Regions from separate parts of the Mus musculus genome. Here region 1 is linked to region 2. A link is a contact called in public Micro-C data. All regions are on one chromosome and are shown on one strand. The core of a region is the stretch at or near the end of the contact, and the rest is flanking DNA. Distances in the headings are between cores, read along the strand shown.

The links. A called contact is a pair of places that touch in the nucleus more often than the background predicts.
Region 1: a Micro-C map of the G1E-ER4 cell line shows a contact between it and region 2. The contact joins the enhancer-like site here to the promoter of 4930524C18Rik in region 2. A contact is called at or near these places in 2 of 39 promoter capture datasets (HPC-7-derived erythroid cells and cranial neural crest) and 2 of 484 Hi-C or Micro-C datasets (both in the G1E-ER4 cell line).

What each region holds. Positions count from the first base shown.
Region 1 is chr14:115,034,851-115,042,052 of GRCm38.p6, forward strand. No RefSeq gene overlaps it. Among named protein-coding and RNA genes, the nearest start is that of Mir17, 5.2 kb to the right of the region's middle. Within about 2 kb of position 5,496, at least 277 of the 459 cell types and tissues checked have an H3K27ac peak or open chromatin away from gene starts, as enhancers often do. A contact at or near this core is called in the G1E-ER4 cell line, where this site is marked.
Region 2 is chr14:114,826,582-114,833,230 of GRCm38.p6, forward strand. 4930524C18Rik (RIKEN cDNA 4930524C18 gene) reads left to right here and starts at 5,384. Exons shown (of 6, transcript NR_045661.1): 1 at 5,384-5,533. The region is part of intron 1 of Gm41244 (a long non-coding RNA gene); the gene reads right to left.

The sequences.
Region 1 (7,202 bases), core at 4,246-6,745, 210 kb after region 2:
GTCTTGGTAAACTCAATTGTTTCTGACTGTATACTCTGTAGTAAGTATTTTAGGTGAACACTCATGGCTTTAGGCTTTACCATGGCTCATGTGCTCAAGCAAAATCAAGCATCAGCCTTTCTTGAACAGTGGATAGTGAGACATCTGGCTTAGGTAGTTGATGTCTGTCGGAGTTTTAAACCACATAGTGCATTTGGATAATAGCCAATGCTAGTCATCTCTTACAAGCTGAATATTGAAAAGAGAGTTCTCTTCAGTGACAGAGGTTCGCCTTGTCTTAAGTACCTGATACTGAAAAGGCCAGTCTTTTGACTCACATGCAGCAACATCAGGTCCTTCAATATTACCTGGCTGATTTGTCAATTCTTCCCAAGGCTGTAAATGCTACCGACCCATCCACATACAATCGTGGAGAGAACAGACTAATGTCATCAGGAACTTGCAACTCCCTCAGCGCACTGTCCTTGAATGTGCCCCGTTCACCCCTGCTTCTGTCTCCCCTAAGATTTTATACTGATACTTTGTTCCTGCTTGTTGTTACTATTACGAAACTGAACAATCTGAAACTGAACGATCTTATACAAAGAACAAAGTGCACAACAGCCAGCATCCCAAGTGTCTGACTAAAAAAAAAACAACCCAAGTAGCCACCTGCTACAAGTCAATTAGAACAGTTCCAACACTACCTTCTTAGGCTTTTGTACATAGCCTATCCTCACCCTGCTGTCTATTCTAAATCAGCATTCCTCAACTCTTTTTATGTTGACTTTAAGTCAACTTTAAGAGTATTTAAGTGTTTTAAGTTTTAAGTATTATTAAGATTTAAGTACTCTCTTGGATTCGTTCTACTTGCTTAATAGGAACAACTGTTACTACTTTTCAGTTTTTAATGAGTTTATCAGATTATCTATTGTTTTACAAGTATATTACACTGTTCTAGTGCGTGTGCATGCTGGAGCAGGTGCCAAGGTGCGTGTGACCTTCAGAAGAAAATCTACAAGAGTGGGGTCTCTTCTTTCTCTCCTTCTACCTTGTGTGTCCTGGGACCAAACTCAGGTCTTCTGGTTGTTAGCAAGCACCTTTACATGCTGGACCATATTGCTGGCCCAGAATATCTAGTCTTTTTTTCTTTTTCTTTTTAAATATCATATCTACCCTTCATTTATCTTTTCCAACTCACCCACGTTCTCTTCCCCCAAACAAGATCTTTAAGATATACAGCAGCTGCTCTTTTCTGGAGGTTTACAGGTAGGGGAAGTGGATCTGGAGAGAGGGGAGTTTGGGGGAAGGGAGTGGGAGGATGGAGGGAGGGGACGCTGTGGTCAGGACACACTGTATATGAGAAGAATAAATTAACATTTAAAAAGAAAAAGAAAAAGAAACATAGCAGCTGAACCACCACATATCTTCAACCCAAACACACTGTTGCCAAAGGGAAAATTATGCAATACTAGCAACAATTTTACATAAACTTGATTTTGGACCACCTAGACATACGGCAAAGGATTAGGGTCCACTCTAAGAATGAAAATTAATACTCAAGAAAATTTTATAGAGTAGTATGAAATCTGTTGTTCCAAACAGTTTTAAAGAAAAGAACAAAACAAAACAAAACAAAACAAAACAAAACAAAACAAAACAAAAAACTACCCAATCCAGGTCTTGAGTTGTTTGGGAAACTATTAACTGGTAAAACACGGCATTATATCAGTTTGTCTCCTCCGATATTGAAGGGCATTATAGCCAATATTTGAAATCAACACAATAGAGAAAAACCCAAGACATGTTTAGGGTTGAATATAAACAACAAAAAGTAATGCCATTTAGAAATATCTCCTATCTTCGACCGTTATTATAATGTCTTGTTAATTTCAAAACTTTATAAGAGGTCTGGATGACTACTTATATACTTATATACTTATATACTTATATAAAAATTCCATCACCTTCTAGGCAAACAAACTCAACACAACTCTGTGAAGCAGGAGCTTACACGGTTAAGTCATTGCCTTCGTTCCTCCAATCCCAAACCTGGACAGCAGTCAGGCCAGCCAGTTCAGCTCTTGCCCAGTGTGCCTTAGAAACTGCTGATGCTGCTCTCAAGGTTGCTTCCAAGTTCTTTGACTTGGTCAGACCTCACATCTAATCCTTAGGGTGTGTGTGGGGGGGGGAGCATGGGGGGACTTAGAATAACCCTGATTAATTCCTCCTGGCTTCTTCGTGTGTTATATGTACACAACTGGGACAAGGAGACAGCAGCTCCTAGCAAGATTCACCAACTCACAGTGAGAACTAGTCAGACATGCTCATCTAACGATAGACTAAGTCACAAAGCTGGCAGCCCCTTCTCACATAAGCATGAAACATGATCTGGGAATTAAAAGGGGGAAAACTTGGCTACACTCTGACTAACTAAATTAGAATGTCTGCAGGTATGAGCCAGATATTTGCATGTCTTAATGGCTCCTTGAGTAATAGAAGAACAGTCAGGTTGAGAAACACTGAGCTGAGAGTCAGAAGTTTGAAATTAGTTACTTGCAATTTTGATATTTGATACATCCTTCTAAGAAAATGTTGTGAAAAACTACTGAAGTACTGCACTATTCCATCCTATAACGATAGGTTGCCTTGGAAGGTTTAATAGAAATGATCCTGTCTCTCTTGTTTTTGTAAAAGCCTCACGGTTTTACACACATTGGCAGATGACTGCCCTGGGCAATCTTTAAGGCTTGTGGCTGTTGCAAGGCTGTGATAGGCTGTTCCCAGCACGACTGGTCGTCTTAATTGAGTCATCAGGAGTTATCCTCCTTCAGCTCTTCAGGGCACCACAGGGACAGCTTCAAAGATGTAACAAGAAGAGAAAGGATGGAAAGAAGAAAAGGAAGTTGCTTGCCAGTTGCTTTTTACTCATCCTTCCTTCCATGGTTTCTAATTTAATTCCAAGGACATAGATGAAACTTTTCATTTAAATGATCAAAGGACTTTGCTTTCACTACAAGTCCACAGACCCACAGAATGTCTTGGGATACTGTCTGTGGTGAATGAATAATCCCTATATTTATTCTATATGTGCATTGTCACCAAGTGACTCACAGATTGTCACTGTTTTAAAGCAGCCCACATTAGGAGAAATTATTCAAAAAGCTATTGGAAGGAGCAAATGAAACAGAGCCTCGAAGAGACTAAAAACTCATTCCTGGAAGATTCTCAGTAGCCAGCAACATTTTGTAGTTCTTAATTTTTAATAACCTTAAAAATAATTTTAATAAAATAATCTTAATTTCTGTCTGATTCTTTGCTGTACCTCTGACTAGTACAGCAGGAACTATGAGCATTTGTACATGATGGGCAAAGTGGATAGAAGAGTCATTAAATGGCCAAGATTAAACACAACAGATATGCTAAGCCTAGGTTATGCAGTTCCAAACATATTGACATGTTGTTAAAAAAAATACTATAACTCATCTTTTAATTTGTACCGAGGGGCAGCTTACTACATTACCAAAGATGATCCACGCCCATTCTTATTTTACAACGAGTTAATTTTATAAACCCACAGTCGTATTTAAGTTGCTGTACCCCATTAAATCCAAATACCATGGAGAAAATAATAAATGGTTACAAGAAGAGAAACCATTAAAAATGTGGATCTTCAAAAATATTAAATGTGCTTAGTTGCTGTGATCAATTTACAGATTTTCTTTAATTTTCTAAATTGAACATGTTTTAAACAGGACACCCAAGATTCAAATATGGTGAGGTTTGAAAACTTCCCCTCTAAGATGGGTACTTGTTGCTCATTCAGGTAGTTTCTTAAGACCTACCCTTTAATAATGCTAAAAAAGAGAACATTTTAATTGAATTTATCTTTCAAACACCAAACACCAAACACTAGTCAACTTATAGTGTCACAGTCACCCAGCAACAAGGGTTAGTAGTCAACTCCAGGACTTTATAGATGCCCTCCCTCAACTTACCACCCCTATCCTGTAAGGCTCAGAACCCCACGAGTGTAAAGTGAAGGGCAGTCTTCTACTGCCAGTGTCTCGGCACGTAAGCACCAAGGCTTTGCTCTCATACTGAACAGAGCTTTTCCTTTCTACAGAGGCTCTGGCTTCTGTAACATCACACTGTATGCTACAGTGCCCGTTTCTCCTTGCTATGTCACAGAGCTTTGTATACTCTTTAGCTGAAGATGGCATTTGAGAGCAGCTCAGATATTTTTTGTGATGCTCATAATTATGCTCATGAAAATTTTCTTTACTTATAATATGTACCTGGCTGTGGCCCGGGAAACTGCAGATGTGGATGTTTCTAATTAGTAATGGCTTCACACACACACACACACACACACACACACACACGCACAGAGGGGGGGCAGGGGACTAAGTTTTAAATTCATTGGTATAAAATGGTTTTCAATTGTCTTCATTATAATCAATATGCTTTATTAATTTTGAAAGGAAGCATGAGTGCACATTTTAAAATAAAATGCAACCTAGTAATTCTGAAACTTTCTGGGCTTTCCAAGTCAATAAGTTTAAATGAATTTACATCTTCCAAAATTCTGATTACCGTAAAAAAAAAAAAGTATGTGTTAAGAACCAAATCCTTTATACTTACTATAGATACAGAGAATAGCTGATTACATGCCAGATTTCCAGAGAAATACTGTTAGATAGCTTAAAACAGATTCTTAAAATAGAACTATTTCTGTGTTGATTTTAATTGGAACGAAACTAAGAAATAAGTAACTTTTCTGCCAAGAAACTTGTCTATAGGTGGGATTTCCCATGATTCAGAGTGATGAACGCACACAACAACCACTCCAGTTTAAAACAGAAGATAAAAGTTCTAAGGAAAATTTGACATAGTCAGTGCCAGCCAACAGTAATGTAAATGAGACTTAATAAAATTAGCTTTCATTTTTCCCCTTCGAGCAACTTATAAAGGTCTGTATTTCAGACAGTCTACATACTCGAAACTTCATGAATTTTGATTTTTCAAAGCAAAAAAGTATCTAGAAAAGTTTCTTACTAGTGAAAAGTAAGGGATGAAAAACCGCTAATCCATTATTTTAAAATGTCAGCCGAAATTAAGTGATACATGATAAAGTAAGTCGGGAGTATAATAAATGGAGAAAGTGCCAAGAAATGAATGCCAAGCCAGCCCCATAACACTGGGACATTAGAGATATCTTCGGGTGAATTCGGTTTTTACAGTTTCCTTGTAAAAAGCACAGGACAGAAGTGGCATGTGCTTTGCAAAGACTACGAACTGGATTGCTCGAAACCAGTTTGAAATTGCTGCTTGTAGTAGATGTTATGAATTCTCAATTCTTTTAATAAGGTTTCTGAGAATTCTGGAATTTCCTGAACCACAGCATGTAGCAGGGAGTGGGCTTATCTCAGCTCTGGGGTTGTTTACAAGGCACTTTCCGAGCCCTGTGCTCTCTCTCTACCAGAGAGCCCAGACTTCTCGGTGCTGCACTAGGCGAGGGAGGCGGCTCAGGTACTGGTCGCGAAGCTCCGAGCCCAGCACGCGCCCCGTCGCACGCGGCCAGGTTTAAGGAGACTTTCCCGGGAGGAGCTGGACCCCCAAAGGATCCGTGATCTACGGAGATCGGGGGGGGCGACGGTGGGCGAGTGGATGTGACTCGTCTCCCACTCGCGTGGGCCTCCCGATCGGCGGCTACGGGAGAGTGGGCGAGCTGTGGTCACCGGGCGCCTCCGTCGAGTCCCCGGCCAGCGCGGCTGGCGGGAAGCCTGAGCCGCGTGCGCTCGCAGGAGGGTGCGCGGCGCGGGGTCCGCACGCGCGGGGCTGGCTCGGGAGGGCGTGCCGGGGGCGTGGCGCGAGGTGTCCCGGCCCGGAGCCCTGCGCCGAGGGCAGCGGGCGGCAGTGGGCGGACCCCGGGGGACGCGCGGCCCGGGGAAGGCGGCGCGGCGCCACCAGCGGCTCCCCCGGCTCCCGCTCGCCTGGCCGCCAAGAACGAGCCGCCGTGGGCGGGGCCTGCGGTGATTGGCGGGCGGGCGGGGAGGTCGGAAGTACTTTGTTTTTTATGCTAATGAGGGAGTGGGGCTTGTCCGTATTTACGTTGAGGCGGGAGCCGCCGCCCTTCATTCACCCACATGGTCCTTCGAGGTGCCGCCGCCGCCGCCCCGGCCCGCGCCTTCGCGCCACTTCGCGCCCTGCGGCGAGGCCGAGGGGTGGGGACGGTCCCCCACGCCGCCCGTGCCTCTCCACGGAGCCCCGAGCTCGGACCGGGCCGGGCGGGCCACGCCGCACCCCCGGCCTGGGGCCTCGGGCCGGAGTGGCGCGGAGGCTGGCGAAGATGGTGGCGGCTGCTGCGGTGAGTGCGCCCGCCCCGCCGCCGGCTCAGGGAAACCTGTTGTGCGCTAAGCGGAGCGGCGGCGGCGGCGGGACGGGCGGGAGGGCGGGGGCCGCGGGCCGGGTGGGTCTCGGGCCGTTGGGCGCCGGCGTGGGGCGGCCGTCCTGGCGCGCACGCGGGCCGGAGGGGGCCCGAGGGGGCGGCGGCCCGGGCCCCGGAGAGGCCCGCCCGGCGCACACAATGGCCCTCGGGAGGCTTCGCACGAGGCCGGCGGCCGTCCCGGGAGCGGCGGGAGCCGGGCGGGGCGCGCGGCCGCCGTGCGGGGAAAGTTTCTCCCGGGGGCGAGAGTTAAAGCGCCTCCAGAACAAAGCGGCGGCGGCACATGGGGCAGGCCGCGGGCCGGGAGGGGGCGCGCCCACGAGGAACCTGCGCGCGGGCGGCGTGGGCGGGCGGCACTCGGCGTCCCCGAAACTTTGTGCGCGCCGGGCCGGGCTCCGGGACGCGGGAGCTGCGGGGCGACGGGGCCGGGGCGCCACCCCGCGCTCCGCGTGGGCTTTGTGTGCGGCCGCGTGGGCAGCTCCCCTCGCGGGCGAGGCGACCCCTGCGGTCCGCCCGGGCGGCCCGGGACGCCCCGGCCCGCCCTCGGGGCGGCGCGGAGCCCCGGACGGGCGCTGGCTGCGAGCGCGGCGCGGGAGGGCCGGGCGGGTTCGGCAGGAGCGGCGGCCCCGCCGCCATGTTCCTGCGGGGCGGGCTGCGCGCGCCGAGGGCGGGGGGGGGGGGGACATGGCGGCGACTGCGCGCCGCCGCCGATTGTTCCCGGCTTAGGCCTCGGGCCGCGTGCGGCGAGCGCCCTGTCCGCCCCCCTCCCTCCCCC
Region 2 (6,649 bases), core at 4,134-6,633:
TTCCAGAGGCTAGCCTCCCTTTGTCATGCCATGCTGCCATCAGTAGCATTTTAAAACAAGAATTTTCAACTTCAGGGTATATGTGGTAATGTGTTTAGCTTTTGAAGTCACTGACAAAAAAGATCTGATAATGTTCCATGTTATGACACCTCCATTATCCCACAAAATAAAGAATTTCTTCCTTTAGAAAAAAAAAGTGTGGTTCGATGCTTCAAAGAGAACACTTCTCCCCATCTAACACTGAAGGGTTCGTTCTCATTGTGTGCAGAGTACAAGCTGCAGTAGAGGAGTGAGCCTGGCTCTGTCGGTGACATGATTAGAGAGTGTGACCTGGGGTTACCAGAGCAGACCCTGCTATGTGACCTTGACCTCTTATTTTCAAAGGTACAGAAAAAATACAAAAACCACTGGTGTACAGTAAGGCGGAAATGGTGATGGCTTTAGCACATACGTACTTAACTGACTTTAGACAGTTCAGGGTACAACAGTGTTACTTTGAGTTTCAAGGTCTGGGTTAATACACTCAGGATGTGTGCTCTGCAGGGAGTGGTTCCTGGAAGACTGTACTCCACTCGGAACTTCCATGCATTGACATTATGTGAAGGGGTGGCAGTCGACCTATGAACATCGTCCTTTCTTCCTTCCCAAGATCAGATAAGACTAACTCAAGGGATAAAATGATTGGCATACTGACAGTCTTACTGATAAAGGCTAGCTTGTAGGACGCCTGGCGAATGTGCTAACGGATTCCTGATGACCGAGGTTGACTTTCACACTCCTGAGATGTGAACAGTAGGCACGTCAACTCCCACCATGCATTGCGAAAGCAGACCATACTCCATGTTCTTCACAGTCATACACAACAGCAAAATAAGACGAAGCAATCAGTCAATTCAATTTGTTTTTTTTTTTCTTTAATGATGAATTAAAGACACACTATTCTTTACAGGGAACTGGCGCAGGGGTGTCCATCTGGCATGTGGATTTAAGCTGACATACTTATTTGTTCCTTCAGTGACTTTGGAACATATGTGGGGATGTTCTAGTCACTTACTGGGCGAGCACTGGAGTTGCTATCCATTCTCCACAGCATATTGCAATCTCAGGTCAAGGCAAGTTATCCCATCAATTAAGCACTGCTATGAATATTAATTCCATGATAGATATTTATTCTAAGCTCCTTCTGATGTTTTCCCTTTTAAATGACCTTAGACTGGCCATATGGACAACTCTCACACCATTTTCTTGTGCCTGATTGCTTTGAACAGAAAATGGTCCATTATATAGCCCCTCCTTTTAGACCACTGGCTGAACTGTCATCCAAAGAGCCCCACAACGTCTTATGAAGATCACTGAAATCACTGCCACTTATGAAGTCACTTTTGTTATAGGATGCCTTGGTCCTGCCAAAGGTGCACCAGACAGCTTGCAACAGATAGCACTCGCCCTGCAAAGCTTTGGTGACCTCTTGATGAACCTACCTTCCTTTGTAGCAATGCTTACTTAGACCCAGGAGAAGTGTTTTCCCTGGCGACTTAACAAAAGTTTATGGCTGGAGGATCTAGACCCTGCGTACCTGTAAGGCTGCAGCGGTAGACATGGAAATTGGTACAGATGTGCCCTGTTCCTCTTGTTCTCACTGTATAAGCAGCCCAACAGCCTTTCTAGTCTTCCTTCCCACATACTACCCCTGGTGTTGCAATATTAAGTGCCAACAATAAAAGTCTCTCCAAAATATTTTGTCCTTGCCAGCCTTGACTATTATTGTGGGTAGAGTTGGCTGAGCTGGTTGCCAACCAAGGGAACCAAGGCTGTAAAGATGGCTTACCTGTAAAGAGTACTTGCTGCACAATAAGGGGGAAAGAAGTGTGGATTGTATTATGAACACCTAGAACTTCAGGGGACCCAGGTCCTTCATCTTGCCTCTACAGGCACTCGTAGTCGTGTAAGAGTGAGCACACACACACACACACACACACACACACACACACACTGAATAAGTAAATAAATAAATCATTGATTCTCTTGCTAACAAAAATATCAAATTACTACCATTACTGCCTATAACCACATATTATCAAGTCATAATATTTCCACTGCAAAGAGTTTAACATACTAACTTGTGCATTTGTAATAAAGCAACACGTGTGATCACCCACTGACAACGGAATTGAAAATAAGTAATCTGATAGACTTTTAAAAGCCTGAAAGAACACATCATATTTAATTTATATGCATAATTTGTTAGTGATCTAACATTCTACTTGAAAGAAATGTTACATATTTTCAATGAAGATCTACAGCTCAAATACAAAAGGAAGAAGCTAATAAGAGCTATGCTTTCAATTGTCATCTTATTTTGTTTATTTTGCTTTATTAAGCACAGCTTATCTGGCTCCTTAGGCACCAATTCCTTATCTGGGGTGGCAGCTTCAGGAATGATGGATGATGTGTCTGCATAGCTCTTGTTTAAATTCCCACTGTCCCCTTTGAAAGCTTCTGAAGGGTAATTCAAGCCAATCTTGTGCCCTATGATGTGAAAGGTTCTTTTTAGAAGAACTAATATTTATATTCTTTGCCAAGTTCTCAGAAACCTCAGCTATATCGGTCTGTGTGAAGTGAATATAAATTATTAAACCATTTATAGTCTGTCTATTTATAAGGTCAAATGAAAATATGAAGGAATCCGTGGGATATATGGAAAAGTTACAAAGTAGATGCAAAGAAAAGTTGGATCAATTTTCCTGAGCTTCTAACAAATACCAGGGGAGTCAAACACAATGATTATGCAGACATTAAATAGCCTAGCTGGGGAACTTCCAAGCATTGGAGACTTACATTCACCCCCAGACACTTTAAGAACCAGAATCTACCGGGGTATGCAGCCTGGAATTCCCCTCCCCCATGCCAAGACAAGTTTCTTTCCAGTTTGATTTTCTCAGCAGCAAACTAATCAGGCTTAATTATTCCCAGCTGTGAGGCTTTCTCTCCCAAGGGTCCCTTCCTGCTGATCCCCAAGTATTACAGAATCATGCAATTTTGTTAAACTCCAATAAATACATAGCGCTTTGTAAAACCTAATTTACTCACAAGGTTTCCAGCTTTGTGACTATCAAGTAAACATTCAAACCACTTCTCCAAAGGGCCATAGGAAATTCACTCTTCTTCAAAGGGGAGACAAGATGGCTGGTTCTTAAAGTGGTATTTCCTTCCAATAGGATTTTAGTGGAATAATCATATTTTTATTAGTTGTATGCATCTGTATGTGTGTTTCTGTATATATGGGATAAATACTAAATTAGTGCTGGTATACTTAAATATCTTTACATGCATTTAGAATGATTTCAGTAGCTCTCTGTCTCTGTCTCTAGCTGTTAATATAATTACCCTTTCCCTCTCCTTCCTGCAAACTCTCCCACTTACCCATCTCCTTGCTCACTTTCAAATTTCATTAATTATTTTTACAATAATATATGTTGATCTCTGTGTGAATAGACATGTGTATTCCTAAACACATAAATATAACACATTTTGCCTGTATAATGTTACAAATAAATATTGTTAATACAGGAAGAAGAGCTATAATCATTTTGGTTGAGTGATGGTATCTTAAACCATGTCATGATAATACCAAGAAAGTGAGTCAAAATAGCATATTTAGCACACCAAATCTTCATAATATTAAATGTGTGGATCCTGTTTCTCAAATACTATTTTCTCACATTATTTAGTCATGGTTATCAGAAAGGGATTTTAAAAAAAGTATTACCTGAAGAGTATTAGTATTTTATTCTTTAACATTACAAACCCAATTACAGTTCACATGAATGAATCAAAACTCCATTAGTTATTTTCTGCAAAGATTTAAAAAAAAAAACAACAATAACAACAAACCACAAGATTAGAATTACACTGAAATGGATTGAAGATATGAATACAGGCTTTTCACTAAAGTTGGTGAAGCTAAAGTTTCAATTAATGAATGGCTATCTGAGGCTCAAGCAATAAACTTTGTGACTGTGAAGATGGGGGCGTGATAAAGACAGAGCATCAGAAATGGAGCAAGATCAAGATGGCTAAGAGAAGGTTTGCAAAACCGCATCAGAAAGCCACACAAGTAATGAGTTACACCTAAGGTTTCCATAAGGTCAAGCTCGCTGCCCTTCACCATACCACGGTCCATCTGTGCCACAAAGACACTTACATAGCATTACTTCACTCTATCATAGTAAATGCCAAGCTGTGTAAAGCACTATAGGATTTAATTAAAATAAGAAAAACTAATTTTGATTAAATGTCTATCCGTTTTCAGGATCCTGCTCAGACTATTTTTAGTGTTATTTTTGACTTCTGAAAGTGATTTTGTAAATAATAATCCACAGCCAAATAACTCACATGTCATTTTTATCCTTTATGCTAAAACAATTTTTATGTTGTTACTGTAAGAGTCCACCAGACATAACCAGTCAGGTACAGTTTATAGCCTATTTAAAGTCTTTACTCCAGCTGTCTGTGACCAGGTATTCAGACCTGAGTGTAGCATGAGTGTCCAGAGCACAGAATTTTGGAAGACAGAAACTGAATCCTGGCATCTAACTACCCAGCTGCAGGTCAGGGCTTCATACAAGCAAGAACTTTGATTAGCAATTAGCTGAATGGGGTAGTCAGTACAAGAAAACCATTTGCCAGAAGACAGGCTAAGTTAGCTAGGGCATCTTGACCTTACAGAGTCCTAGAACAGGGTTGTGTGATTTTCCACAAGATACTCCATCAAGGAGAGCAAATACAAGTTAAACCAGAAACGGCCTCCGCAAGAGTACAAGACAGAGGGAACCTCTGCCCTGTCTTGCCCTGTCACAATGTGGAAATGAATTATCTGATACTAAGTACAAAAAGGTTAATCTACTCCATGGATACCAGTGCCCTCCCAAAGATGAAGTAAAGGAAATACAAAAGCCATTTAGTTTACACCTCATATTCATTCACAAGCAACAAACGCTAAGACCAAATGAACCAGACAGGAGACCATGAAGAGTTGATAGCATGTAGCATCCTTTCCCTTGGAGAAATCTGATGATTTTGAGAACCAGAAAAATAAAATTGAAAAATCTGGTGTTGACCAGTACAGAAGGCATGAAGCCAGTGGACCATTCAATGGTTGTTTTCATAGTGGGGAGAAAACAAAAACAAAAACAAAACAAAACAAAAAACAAAACAAAACAAAACAAAAAAAAAAAAAAAAAAAAAAAAAAAAAAAAAACGAAAAAGACAGTGACATCAGTGTCCTTAGTAGTATAAGCTAAGTTCCTCAAAGCCACGCTGAGTTCTAAATTGCACAAGAAACAGGCAGGCGTCCCAAGTCAGGAACCCTGGAAAACACATCAAAGAAGATAGCCAAGTGGCAAATGAGCATGCACAAACCCAGGCTACACATGGGAGCCTCTTAAATGGTCGCAACACACAGCTTTAGAACGGCCAACGTCCAGAACGTAACAACAGCTCATGCAGCACGGCTTTCTCCTGACCTCACCAGGTAAGGCAGGCACCACCGCAGCTCACGCTTGAGAGACCGAGGTGAGTTTGAGGCAAGCCTGGCCTGTAGGGGTTGTGGAAGGCAATCTTGTGAGGGGAAAAAGTGGGGTGGAGAGCAAGAAGCCATAGCATCCTGCCACTCCGCCAAGAGTCCTGATCTGCCTGCTGTAACAGGCAATAGGTCTAAGATGGCTTACGCAACAGTGACATCCAAAAGGAACGGAGGCCACCGTAGTGGCTGTTTTCACGGAAGTCCTCACGGTTGGCAATGCCCTCCGTGCTCCTGAGCTACATTATCAGGCAGGACCTTCATTGAAGCAGGGTGACGGTGTGGAGAGATACAATTGGCTGAGACTGTAGGGACTTGGGATTGGCTCAAACACTGTCTATAAGCTTACGCACTGCACATTAACTCAGATCTACACCCTGATACTGCTCCCTGGAGTCTGATCCCTGGAGTTCCCCATGTGACTCTGTCTTTTCTCACCCCCTATTTTCGGTCCTGTTCCCACACTGGCCTATATAACAAGTTACAGACCAAGCCAGAGCTACATAGTAAGAGCCTATTTTTAAAGAAAGCACTTCACCAACCGACACTCACTCACAGTAATAGCTTAGCTTTTCAAAACTCTAAGAAAATTCTGGGCAGTGTTTTAAGATATCCAGCATTCAGGGTCTTTCTCAAAGGCACAATAGGTCACACACAAAACCCAGAAACATTGCAGAGGGGACTTAAGACTAACTTATGAATCTTTTCCTAAATATTTTATGAATTAGGACACTTGCCTGCCAAAAGGCCCAGAATCTGCTATCCATCCATCTGTCTGAAACGTATACTTGGCAAGATACAAAAATAGGAGCAAAGTCAAGTTTCCAGGGCAGGGAAATCAATGGAGAGAGCTGTAGGAGAAGCATATTAAATTCCAGCTCAAGGTTAGGTCAGGCTGATGGAAAACGTGGGCAGATGACTCCTCCAAATACACCCTCCCCATCACTAATCCACTGTTCCTCTGGTCAGCTAGGGGCAAGCGAAGCTCCGCAGGGAAACTTGTTAAGGCGCCCTCTGCTGGCATTTTAGAGCACTGCTTCTCACACTCCCCACACACACACACACCCC